3 separate regions of the Oryctolagus cuniculus genome follow, and regions 1 and 3 are each linked to region 2. The links are chromatin contacts, called in public Hi-C maps. All regions are on one chromosome and are shown on one strand. The core of a region is the stretch at or near the end of the contact, and the rest is flanking DNA. Distances in the headings are between cores, read along the strand shown. Region 1 holds the start of TRMT10A (tRNA methyltransferase 10A). Region 2 holds the start of DAPP1 (dual adaptor of phosphotyrosine and 3-phosphoinositides 1). Region 3 holds the start of DNAJB14 (DnaJ heat shock protein family (Hsp40) member B14).

Region 1 (3,379 bases), core at 195-2,694, 220 kb after region 2:
TGGCCTTTAATAAATGTGTCAAATACATTAAATTATACAAATCAATGAAAAGATTGTTTCATATTTCCCCTGCTTAAATTTTCTGTATGCCTTCAGTCTTTGGTAAAAAAAAATTTTTTTTTTGGTGTTTACTTTGGATTGATTCTAGAATCTTTAAATTTTGTACCATATGACTACAAAATTAAATGGCTATGTCAAAAGAAAATGAATTGACTCCACAGTTAAAATGAGGATTTAAAAAAATTACCTTGTTTTAAATATCTAAGGATGCCTGGTATTAATTCTGGAAAAAATGTATAATTATTTATAAAAAAGATCCCATAGGGGCAGCTGAACAGCTGTCGAAAGATCTGGCACATCACGATGCCAGCCTGAATTTAATGACCTACATGTGAAGGGCTACATATCCAATTACTAATCCTCACTCTGCTACTCTTTGCCCTGATATGGAGGCAGCTGAAAAAAGATGCCCTACTAACGGATCAGAAATGGATCCAGACTTCACTGCCAATGCTCAGGTAACAGAGAACTTTTAGATTTGAGATGAGAGAAAGAGAGGTACCACAACAATGTGACAGCTGGCAGTTCTTAAAATAAAATTTGAGGGTTTAATGCAAGAATGAATTCAGTTTTTGTTTTTGTTTTACTAAATTCAGGAAAGTTCCAATTCTTTTAGAGAACCTCAAATTTTCAATTTAACTTTGTGTTCATGGAAGTCTTTAAACATATTCAAGTATGCCTTCAGACACACTATACTTCAGATTTCTTTCCATACTCAGAAGGTAGTCTTCTCCTAAAAGATTCAAATCTCATTCTTAACCTTCAGTGCCTACAATAACTACTTATTAGAAGTGGGCCAAGAAAAATAAATAATAAAGTAAATAGAAAAGGACAAGATGACTCAGTCTATATATAGCAAAAAGATTATATAAGGCCAAGCACTGTAAACAATGAAATGTCACCTGATATTTTGCAAAACAGCAGAGGAAAAATAGCTCAAGAAATGAATGGTGAGTAAAGTATATGGCTATCTTACTTAAGCCACTTTTTCAAAGAAGGTTTGGAGGAATTCTACATTTAAGCCCACTGTACCGTGAATTTGACTCATTTTTTAAATTTAAATTTCCACCTCAGTTATGTAAAAACACGGGATACTGGTAACACTTCCAATACTTTAGAAATAATTTAGTTAAGAGACACTTTCCTCTTTACCACAGAAGTGCCTTTCCTGTTTCCCATTTTCAATTTTTATAAGGGGTTACCTTAGTCCCCTTTCAACGGGTATGCAAATGAATATACGCCCACAGGTACACAGTTACCTCCTGAAGCTGGAACTACACACACACACCGTAACCACCCCCCACTCCTAATCTCTTTACTCCAGGCCCGCCCCCTTTAAACCCCTCCTCTTTCTCCCATTTCAGGCCCGAAGTTGGCGCACTTCGATGACGTAGGACGTAACCACCGCGGTAGCCGCCACCACGCCCCTGCCTCTGGGAGTTGAAGTTTCCGACGGAGGATTCCTGAGCGGTGTCGAGGAACACTCCAGAAAGGCTTATCTCTGCGAGCGTTCCTGCTCCCCATCAACACCTCAGCAAGGTAACTCTCCGGGAACTGTGGCTGGTTTTCGCCTGCTCTTTGATAGCTTTGGACGCACAATAAGCGCATGCCATGCTGTCCTCGACTGGCAGCAAGGGCTTCCGGGGGAAAGGGGAGTGGGGCCGAGAAACTGCTAGTAGCGCGGCTGTTGCGGAAGGAAGTGACGTCAGATTGTATGCGCCCCCGCGGCCTGTGTGGCCGCTCTCTGACTCGCTGGTTGCAGCTTAGTCCCGCCTCTCGAACGCGTCCGCTGGCGCGCAAGTCCGAGGCGTGGACTGCAGAGTGGGCGAGGCTCTGCCTCCCGGCTTGGCGGGGTTACGTTAGTTGTGTATTCTGAGAGTGGGGAGCCAGCCCGTAGTGTGTAAGGGCGTGATTTTGTAAAGGATGACTAGAGGAGGAGACCTGGGCCCTGGAGGGTCGGAAAACTACTTGGGATTCTGCCACTTTGTGGCCAGTGACGGGGGCAAGTCGCCCACTCCTTTAATCCTGCTTTAGCTTAGTTTTCCCCTGAGGGAACGTGGCGGAGTCCTGGGAGAAGTCGTCGCAGGTGCTGCTAACCCCGCTGTGGTGCCCCAAGGACGATTTTTAAGGAAATAGAGGTGTTAGCTTTATTCCATTGAAAGCCTCTAAGTTTAAACATTGAGAGTTTTAAAAATATTTTAGTATTTATTGCAGAGCTGCCAAGAGGGTAAAAACATCTCTTAGTCAAAACAAAACAAAAAACTTTACCCCTTTTGTCCCAATCCTTCGTCCAAATTAAACATCAGCTTTCGCTGCTGCAGATTGTAAAGGGTGATTCCGCCGCTCTCGCTGTCAAGTCTTTGATCCCATTCTGCAATCATTCTTGATTTGTTTGGATCTTTGTGGAAGAGACTTACCGAGACGGTTTATATCATGCACTTCAACTCATGCAAAGGTTTTTAACCTTTTCACTTTTATTGATTTGTGATGTGTCTATCCAGCCTTAAGCTTTGCTAAGAAACAGGAAACCCAGGGAATGGTGAGCTAAGATTTTTTACATATTCATCGTATCCACAGCAAATGGCCTGAGTCATCTATTGGGTTCTTAGCCTTATAAACCCTATCTCTTATGAATGCACCACGGGATTTTAGAAAAATTGTTTGCTAAAGTAGAATTTCTCACCTATTTAATTGTTTTAAAATGCCATTCTTAAATAGACGTGAAACTTGGTTTAATGAGTGAAAATACGTTATGAGCATCAGTGCATGTGAGGGAAGAACACAGAACACTTTGCATGGAGATTTTGTAAATTATGGCCCACACGAAAATAATCAGAAAGCAAGTGTACTTAGTAAAATACCAAACTGCTTATTAGTTAATCCAAACAAGCTAGTACGTAATGAAATGTTTTAGTGTAGACAGTTGGAGTTGGTAAGAAAGTATACTGTGAGCAATAATTTATAATCAAGCTAGCTAACAAAACGCTTTTGCTGTATTCCACTTGGGTCTCAGTGGGTCTGGCTTGTTAAATAAAGCTTAAAATTCACTTGGTATGGTGTGTCTTATTAATTGGAAATAGTTTTAGAATATTCATGGTGGTGATGTTGACTAGCTCATGAACTTTCCTTGTATTTGATACACTGTTTAAAAGCATTACTGTGGTAGATCAAATTAAATGTAATGAGACTTCTTAGGAAAGGCTAAAGCTCCCCCTGGTGTACATAAGCTATAACAACACATTTCTTAGCTTTAATTTTTTTTTTCACTCTATAGAGCTTATCAACACTTGGAGTATTTGAATATCGCCAGGGAACTAGC
Region 2 (3,354 bases), core at 644-3,143:
ATAGCTGTATCCCGACCCAGTTCTGCAGCGCGGCGTTTCATGTGGAATGTCTGTTCCTGCGAGAGAAGACACAACTCTGTTTCCCCGGTGAGGTTTACCTATAGAGGCTTCCCTGCACCTGGGGCAGCACAGAAATGTCTTTGTCATCTAAGTGTGTGCCGGTGCTACTCAACCACAGAGTCTAGGTTCAAGGGTTGTCCATTTCCTTAAAGAACCAGAACTGCTGTTCCCTTTGTCTCTGTCCTTCCTGAGGGTTTCTGACTACAGCGGGCTGGCATTCCAGATAAGGAGACACAGAGGCATTATAGCTTACCGAGTCCATAAAAGCTCAGCGTCAGCTTTAGCGCCTGCACGCTTTGACACCTCTTCTCAGTGCTTGTGGAGGGGTCTTTTGCCTCTTGTTCCTCTCTCTGAAAGGACAGAGAAAGCCTGGAGTCTGACTTCCCAATAAGTGGAACTTCCCTCACTGAAACTTCTAGCTGTTGTATCTGATGTACAATATGAAGGGTGAGTTCAATGCTGAGGCCTCAATTTTGTAATCTATAGACAGGAATTATCGAAACCTTCCACAGTGATACAACATCAGAGGATACAAGCCCTTCAGTCTGAACACACAGATTTTATCTCTTTCCATTGTTCTTTGATGAAGAACAAGGAGTTGGAATCCCAGCTTGGACATTTAATGGATGTGCAACCTGTGAGCAAGTTGTTCAACCCTGTTAGGTGCTTGTTTTGTCCTTCTTAAGTTGGAACTGTCAACAGTTGCTTTGTCATGGGGTTGCTGTGAAGACTTGGAGCAGTTTAAGCAGACAGAAGGCACAGGTGTCAAAACCTGTCTGAGCGCATTCCCAGTGCTTTAGGTGAAGGTTCAAATCCATAGGAAATCTCCTGTGCCTCTCACGTGCAATGCTTGCTCCTTTCACTAAATGTCCCGATGAACTTTGTCACCTGCGTCCCTTCTTAAACTGAAGACTCCACCCACGGAAACTCATCTATTGGAAGCAGAAATTTCATCTTCTTTCTGGATTGTTGGTATTTGAAAGGCTCCAGCTGCATGCATGTGAGAGCTCACATATGCAGTGTCGGGAGCAAGAAACCCAAGCAAGATTGCTATAGAAACTTCCTCATTTCTTCTTTTGAAAAAGTCCCTCTCGCTCACTGTTGGGTGGGCTGTTTATCTCGCCACCATCTGTTACTGTCATTAGGACAGTGATCAAAACTCTTGAATAGCACATTTATTCCTAAACCAGTGGACAGCCAAGCAACCTCCACTCATCCATCCCAATTCTGTCCCTCTTCTCAAAGAATGTCCGACATTTGGCTTTTGTCCCATCTTCTGATCTACCTGCTTTCTGGAAAGATAATCTATGCTTTTACATTGGAATTCATTCCCCAGAGGGGGAAAGTTAACAGATACAAATGAATCAAGTGACAAGGAGGGAAGAGCGGGGAGACCGAGAGAAAGGTGTTTGTGGAGAATCAGTCATTCATCAACATGAGCATTTGAGTTCACCCAAGAAGTGCTTTGAAAAGAGGATCTGTTCTCTTACTCACCCCAAGTCCTGGAGCAGCTCAGCGTCTTCGTCTGGTCTGCTCCACAGATCAGAGGGATCCTGGGTGCCCATCTTCCCTTCTAGAAGTTCTGCTCTGCCCATCCGCGCCCTCCAGTCCGCTAAGTCCCGGCCAGGTGCTGTGGGAAGAGGTGAGCTGGGCTGGCTGCTCCTCGCACTCCTCAGTGAGAGGAGTCTGTGGTGGCTGTGAGCCTGCAGCCAGCGAGGAAGTGAAACTTAGTTACTCCTCCCACTAACACTCACACCCTGGCCCTGAGGCACTGGCAGGAGTGCCTGTCAGTCAGGAAGTATGCAAACTTGGGTAGCTACCTCAGAACACCCACACTGCATCGTGCAATGAGCGGTTTTTGTTAAAGGAAAAAAAGAGAAGACACCCCATGTGGTGCTAGACTATTGGTTCAGACTCTTCATATGAGGCCAAATCTTGGCTTCTCCCTGAAGCTATTAGGCTCTGATTTGGGGAAGAAGGAGTATACATTCATTCACCCCACCTTCGTGTTTTACACACAAGGAACATGGCGGAAGCGTCTACATCTGGGACATTTTTAGAGTGGATAAAGAAATCAGAGCCAAGCCGCTAATCTGACCTTAAAGGTTGTTTTTTTTTTTTTTTTTTGGCGGGGTGGGGTGGGGAACTTTCTCAAAGTATCTGCCGGATTACTCAAGCTTTCAGATATAGCTCCAATGCTCAGGTTGACCATATTTTTTTTTTTTCTCCTGGAAGAAGGGTTATGCGGGAATAAGGCAGGAAAGTGTTGTAGAGGACCACGCTGGTGTCACCTAATGGGGCACAGGAGAACTCACCGGGCTTCCTTATACCTGGTGTAGCTTGGTATTCAGAGTCACGCGTAAGAGGAAAATTCCACCTGCCTGGAAGTCCTGAAGGGAAGCTACACTGACTCAATCCTTGGGAAGTGGGACAAAGAGCAGTCGCCAACGCATCGAGAGTGCTTGTTGCATCCTGTCTTCTCTCTGCGCGGACCTGCAGGAAAGAACGGGCTTCTGGGCTCTCGCCTGCTGCTCCCTCGTGGGTTCACCTTGGTGCTCGCTAACTTGCTTTTCCCGGTGTGGTCTGTGGCTGGCAGCAGTGGCGTCATCAAGAGCTGTGAGAACGCAGCACATCAGGTCCCCCACGGCGTGGTGACGTTTGAGGAGGATTGCTCTACGGGATACCAAGGCTGCAGAGCTGCTGTTCCGAAAGGCCACAGATGGGTGCAAAGGGACAGCTTGGTGGCCGGATAGTCCTGTCCTTTACATTCTTCCCGGTAATCTCTGGCTGCCTGTGTCTCCTGAGGCCCTGGATTACTCTGGTTGTCAGTGAGAAATCCCTGGGTGTCTAGAGACAGCCCGGGAGAGACTAAGCACTGATAACACGCACAGAGCTGTACGTGAACAGTTACAATTCTTTTGTCTTTCAGAGAGGGTGCAAGGTCTACTAGTACCGAGAGGCCAGTGCACACCAGGGAGGTGCAGAGTGCGCACCGGATGAGATAGAGCAGCTTTCGTGCTCGACTTCCTGTTCCCTTTCTGTAGCCATTTGTTCAGGTTTTAGTAGCTGTCTCCTTCTCATTTTACAAATTCTGGTTTTTCTTTTTCTAATTTTCCTTTATTTATTTATTTTTATTTGATTGGGGGAACCAGCTGAATCTATTAAGTCAATCCCTCTCTTCTTTCTTGACCTTCCTGCCTACCTCCCCTTCTCATTTGCCCGTCCCATCTTCCATTTTTCCCAGGACCCCTTTCTTCCCTCCCGCTCCTGCCCCACTAACTACACTGTCAGTGT
Region 3 (3,320 bases), core at 85-2,584, 140 kb before region 2:
TTACATTAAAAGTAGAATTTATCTGTCACTCTCCTAGGTGTCATTCCACACATCCACAAGTCTCTGATTGGGAAGAAAGGACAACAGAAGACTGTCTAAAGGATGCCTGGATTCCTTGTTATCTCAGGACTCTAAATACTCTAACAACTGTCCAGTGTTGGTGATTCCAGTGGACTGTATCTCTGTGAAAAACACAATTTTGCCTTTTTGTAATTCTATTTGAGCAAGTTGGAAGTTTAATTAGCTTTCCAACCAACCAAATTTCTGCATTCAAGTCTTAACCATATTTAAGTGTTACTGTGGCTTCAAAGAAGCTATTGATTCTGAAGTAGTGGGTTTTGATTGAGTTGACTGTTTTTAAAAAACTGTTTGGATTTTAATTGTGATGCAGAAGTTATAGTAACAAACATTTGGTTTTGTACAGACATTATTTCCACTTAGGTGGATAAGCTCAATAAAGGTCATCTCCCAAACTAGTTGTGTTTTAAATTTGCTTGCTTGTAATGGAAACTTGTTTTGACTGTGGTCCAGCAGTAACTAGGCACATTTCTTCTGTAGAAATTAAACTGTTAACCTGTAGATCGACAAAGGTCAGATACCGGGTACAAGGTAGTGTTACACCATAATGTGCTATGAATTTCTCAGAAGTTCTGCAGGAGCTGGAGATGGTTAGGGTTTCCTGGGACCAGGGACCAAGTGAGCTGAGCGTTCACCCTGGCTGTGCCGCAGTGACAGCACTGCTCTGGCGCGCGGCCGCCTTGGTGGGCTTGCACCTGCACAGAATGATTTGGAAGGTGTCACTGTGCTTTGGGTGCCAGGCGCTCTGACATGCGTGAGGATGAACTCTTCCCATTTCATGAAAGATTTCTTTGACAGGTCCCGGTTAAGTAGCTAACATGGCAGAAGGTTGACTCCACGTCAAAATTTACCTTGCAGTGGGACTAAGTGGATCCTTCGGACATCTGGTCTTTCTCCGTTTTGAGGGATTGTGAATAATACCGGGCGTTAAGTGTCCCTCCCTCCCCCCCAAAGAGGAGACCCGCAGGCCACATACTTCCCAGTAGTGATGTTACCTGAACGAAAGGACTGGTTCCTGCGTTATTTTGGCCTCGCGGGATTATGGCTGCTTTTCACTGACATAATTGGCAAACTTGGACTTAAGCTAGTTTGTATCCCCCCCCCCCCCCGCCCATTCGGTCGCGAGCCATCTAGGTCAGGAGAATGCAGCAGAAACGAGGCAGTGAGATAAGCCCCGGGCTTGGAGTCAAAGGGCTCTCCATGAGCGCCGGAAGCGCCGAGTTTGGGCAGACAGCGCGTTCTCACCTGACCACCGCGTCCCGGGCCGCGGGGCCGGGGGCGGGGCCGCCGGGGCCTGGGAATTTTCCTCCCGACCAGCGGCCCCCTACTCCATTCCCCGGCCGAGGGCGGGCTCCCGTCGGCGCGAGCCGCGCCGGGAGGTCGGGGGGCGCGGTGCTGCCGAGGCGGACGGACGGACGGACGGCCGGGTCCCCGCCCCGGCGGAACCCCTCCCCGCGGCGGCGGCCGGGCTGGTCGGCCCGGGTCCTGCGGGCGCCGCGCACCGACCGCCGGGACGGCCCGCAGCTCGGTCCGGGGCCGGAAAGGATGCGGCTCGCGCCGTAGCGGCCCGCGGGGGGCGGGGAGGCCGCCGTGAGGAGGCGGAGCTCGAGGCCCGCGCGTCCGCCCGGGCCGCCGCCGCCGCCGCCGCCGCGGTCCCCTGCGCTCCTCCCGCCTGCCACCGCACGCCCCAAGCCGGGCCGGCCTCACCTCCTCCGCGGCGGCGGCTTCCGCCCCTCGTCGCTGCGCTACCGGAGGAAACGGAAGCAGGCGCAAGCCATGGAGGGGAACCGGGATGAGGCAGAGAAATGTGTGGAGATCGCCCGGGAGGCGCTGAATGCCGGCAACCGCGAGAAGGCCCAGCGCTTCCTGCAGAAGGCCGAGAAGCTGTACCCTCTGCCCTCGGCCCGCGGTGAGACCTGGGTGGCCCTCCCCTCCCCATCGCTGGGGCCAGCGCGCAGCCCGCCCCCGCGACCCCCGCAGCCGGCGCGGCCCCCGCGCTGGCTACCCCGCCGCCGGGCCCCGGAGTCCGGCGTCCCGGCCCAGCCGGGGCCCGCCCGCCTCGGCGGCGCTGCCCCGGACTCCCTCTGCACCAGCCTGCCCGCGGGACGCCGGTGCGCAGGCGGCGGGCGGGAGCTGTCAGCCTCGGAGGCCCCTTCCGTCCGTGCCGGAGACCCGTGCTGCCTTTCCAGAGCGGGGCTTGACATTCGGACGCCTGAGATGGCCTGGCCCTGCCCCCGCCTCCCCCAGCCCCCCGGGCCCCGCCATCCTCACCGCCGAATTAGGCCTAGGCCCCTAATGAAGTGGGGAACAGGGAACTCTCCCGGCCCACCGCAGGCGCCGCTGTCTCTGGGTTCTCTAGAAAAACTGTTCCCAAAGCCAACCTTTCCGAGTACCTGAGATGACATTGCTTTTCCGTAGGAGGCAGACAGAGGGGTCTTTTACAGGTGGCACGAATGAGCAGGAGTCAGAATGAGTTGCTAAACGGTGTCTGATTTGATAATTACTGATGAATTAGACGAATTTCCTTGGTGGGATCCTGGACTTCGCTTAGTTCCATTCACCTTGTTCATTGCCCTACTTTCTAGGCTTCAGAGTAATAATGGCCAACCTAAGAACACTTACTCAAGTGCCAAGAGTTGTTCCTGGCTTTTTATATTGACTCCTCAGAACGATCCTATATAGAGGTACAGGATTCACTGGAACAGGTTGACTCTTGTGAGAACAGGGTTTTGGATGAATGAATGAGTGAGTGAATGAATGAATGAAAATATCTTACCTGAGGTTACAAAACAGTCAGTGGCACACACAGAATAGAAGCTGAGCTTTCAGCTTCCATAAGGCCTTGAGCCACCACACTCTACTGCCTTGCCAATGGGATGTCCTTTCCCTTGAGAGTCAAAGTATTTGCAAGGTTAAGATTACTGATGAGAAGGTGAGACTGCCTGTTACATGTTATTGCGGCTTTCTTATTTTTAGTTGTACTTTGTTGTAGCCTTAGTGCTTTTTGCTTGTCTCTCTGCCCTTTGCTTTACATTGCCATTGAGCGCAACTGGACCAGAGAGGACAGGAAAACGAAGTGAAAGTAAAAAGTTAACACATTTTTAAGTTGGGGTTTAAAAAAACTCACATTTGTCCTCTTAACCATTTTTAAGAGTACAATTCGGTAATTTTAAGAATATTCACATTGTGCAAGGAATCTTCTGAAGTTCGTATCTGACAATATTAAACTCTACCAATGAAAC

The links. Hi-C and Micro-C count contacts between places; a contact is called where the count stands out from the background.
Region 1: a Hi-C map of psoas muscle shows a contact between it and region 2, with 6 times the contacts expected there. The contact joins the promoter of TRMT10A here to the promoter of DAPP1 in region 2. A contact is called at or near these places in 6 of 6 Hi-C or Micro-C datasets (ear pinna, embryonic fibroblasts, liver and 3 more).
Region 3: a Hi-C map of an unstated tissue shows a contact between it and region 2, with 3 times the contacts expected there. The contact joins the promoter of DNAJB14 here to the promoter of DAPP1 in region 2. A contact is called at or near these places in 3 of 6 Hi-C or Micro-C datasets (ear pinna, psoas muscle and an unstated tissue).

Annotation. Positions count from the first base shown.
Region 1 is chr8:65,773,073-65,776,451 of mOryCun1.1, forward strand. It overlaps TRMT10A (tRNA methyltransferase 10A), which reads left to right and starts at 1,445. Exons shown (of 8, transcript XM_051820154.2): 1 at 1,445-1,599. It overlaps MTTP (microsomal triglyceride transfer protein), which reads right to left and starts at 1,571. Exons shown (of 19, transcript XM_051820148.2): 1 at 1,442-1,571.
Region 2 is chr8:65,553,347-65,556,700 of mOryCun1.1, forward strand. DAPP1 (dual adaptor of phosphotyrosine and 3-phosphoinositides 1) reads right to left here and starts at 1,894. Exons shown (of 9, transcript XM_002716954.5): 1 at 1,555-1,894. The coding sequence starts at 1,655.
Region 3 is chr8:65,416,466-65,419,785 of mOryCun1.1, forward strand. It overlaps DNAJB14 (DnaJ heat shock protein family (Hsp40) member B14), which reads left to right and starts at 1,335. Exons shown (of 7, transcript XM_008267567.4): 1 at 1,335-1,987. The coding sequence starts at 1,884. It overlaps H2AZ1 (H2A.Z variant histone 1), which reads left to right. Exons shown (of 5, transcript XM_051820147.2): 5 at 38-473. The coding sequence ends at 99.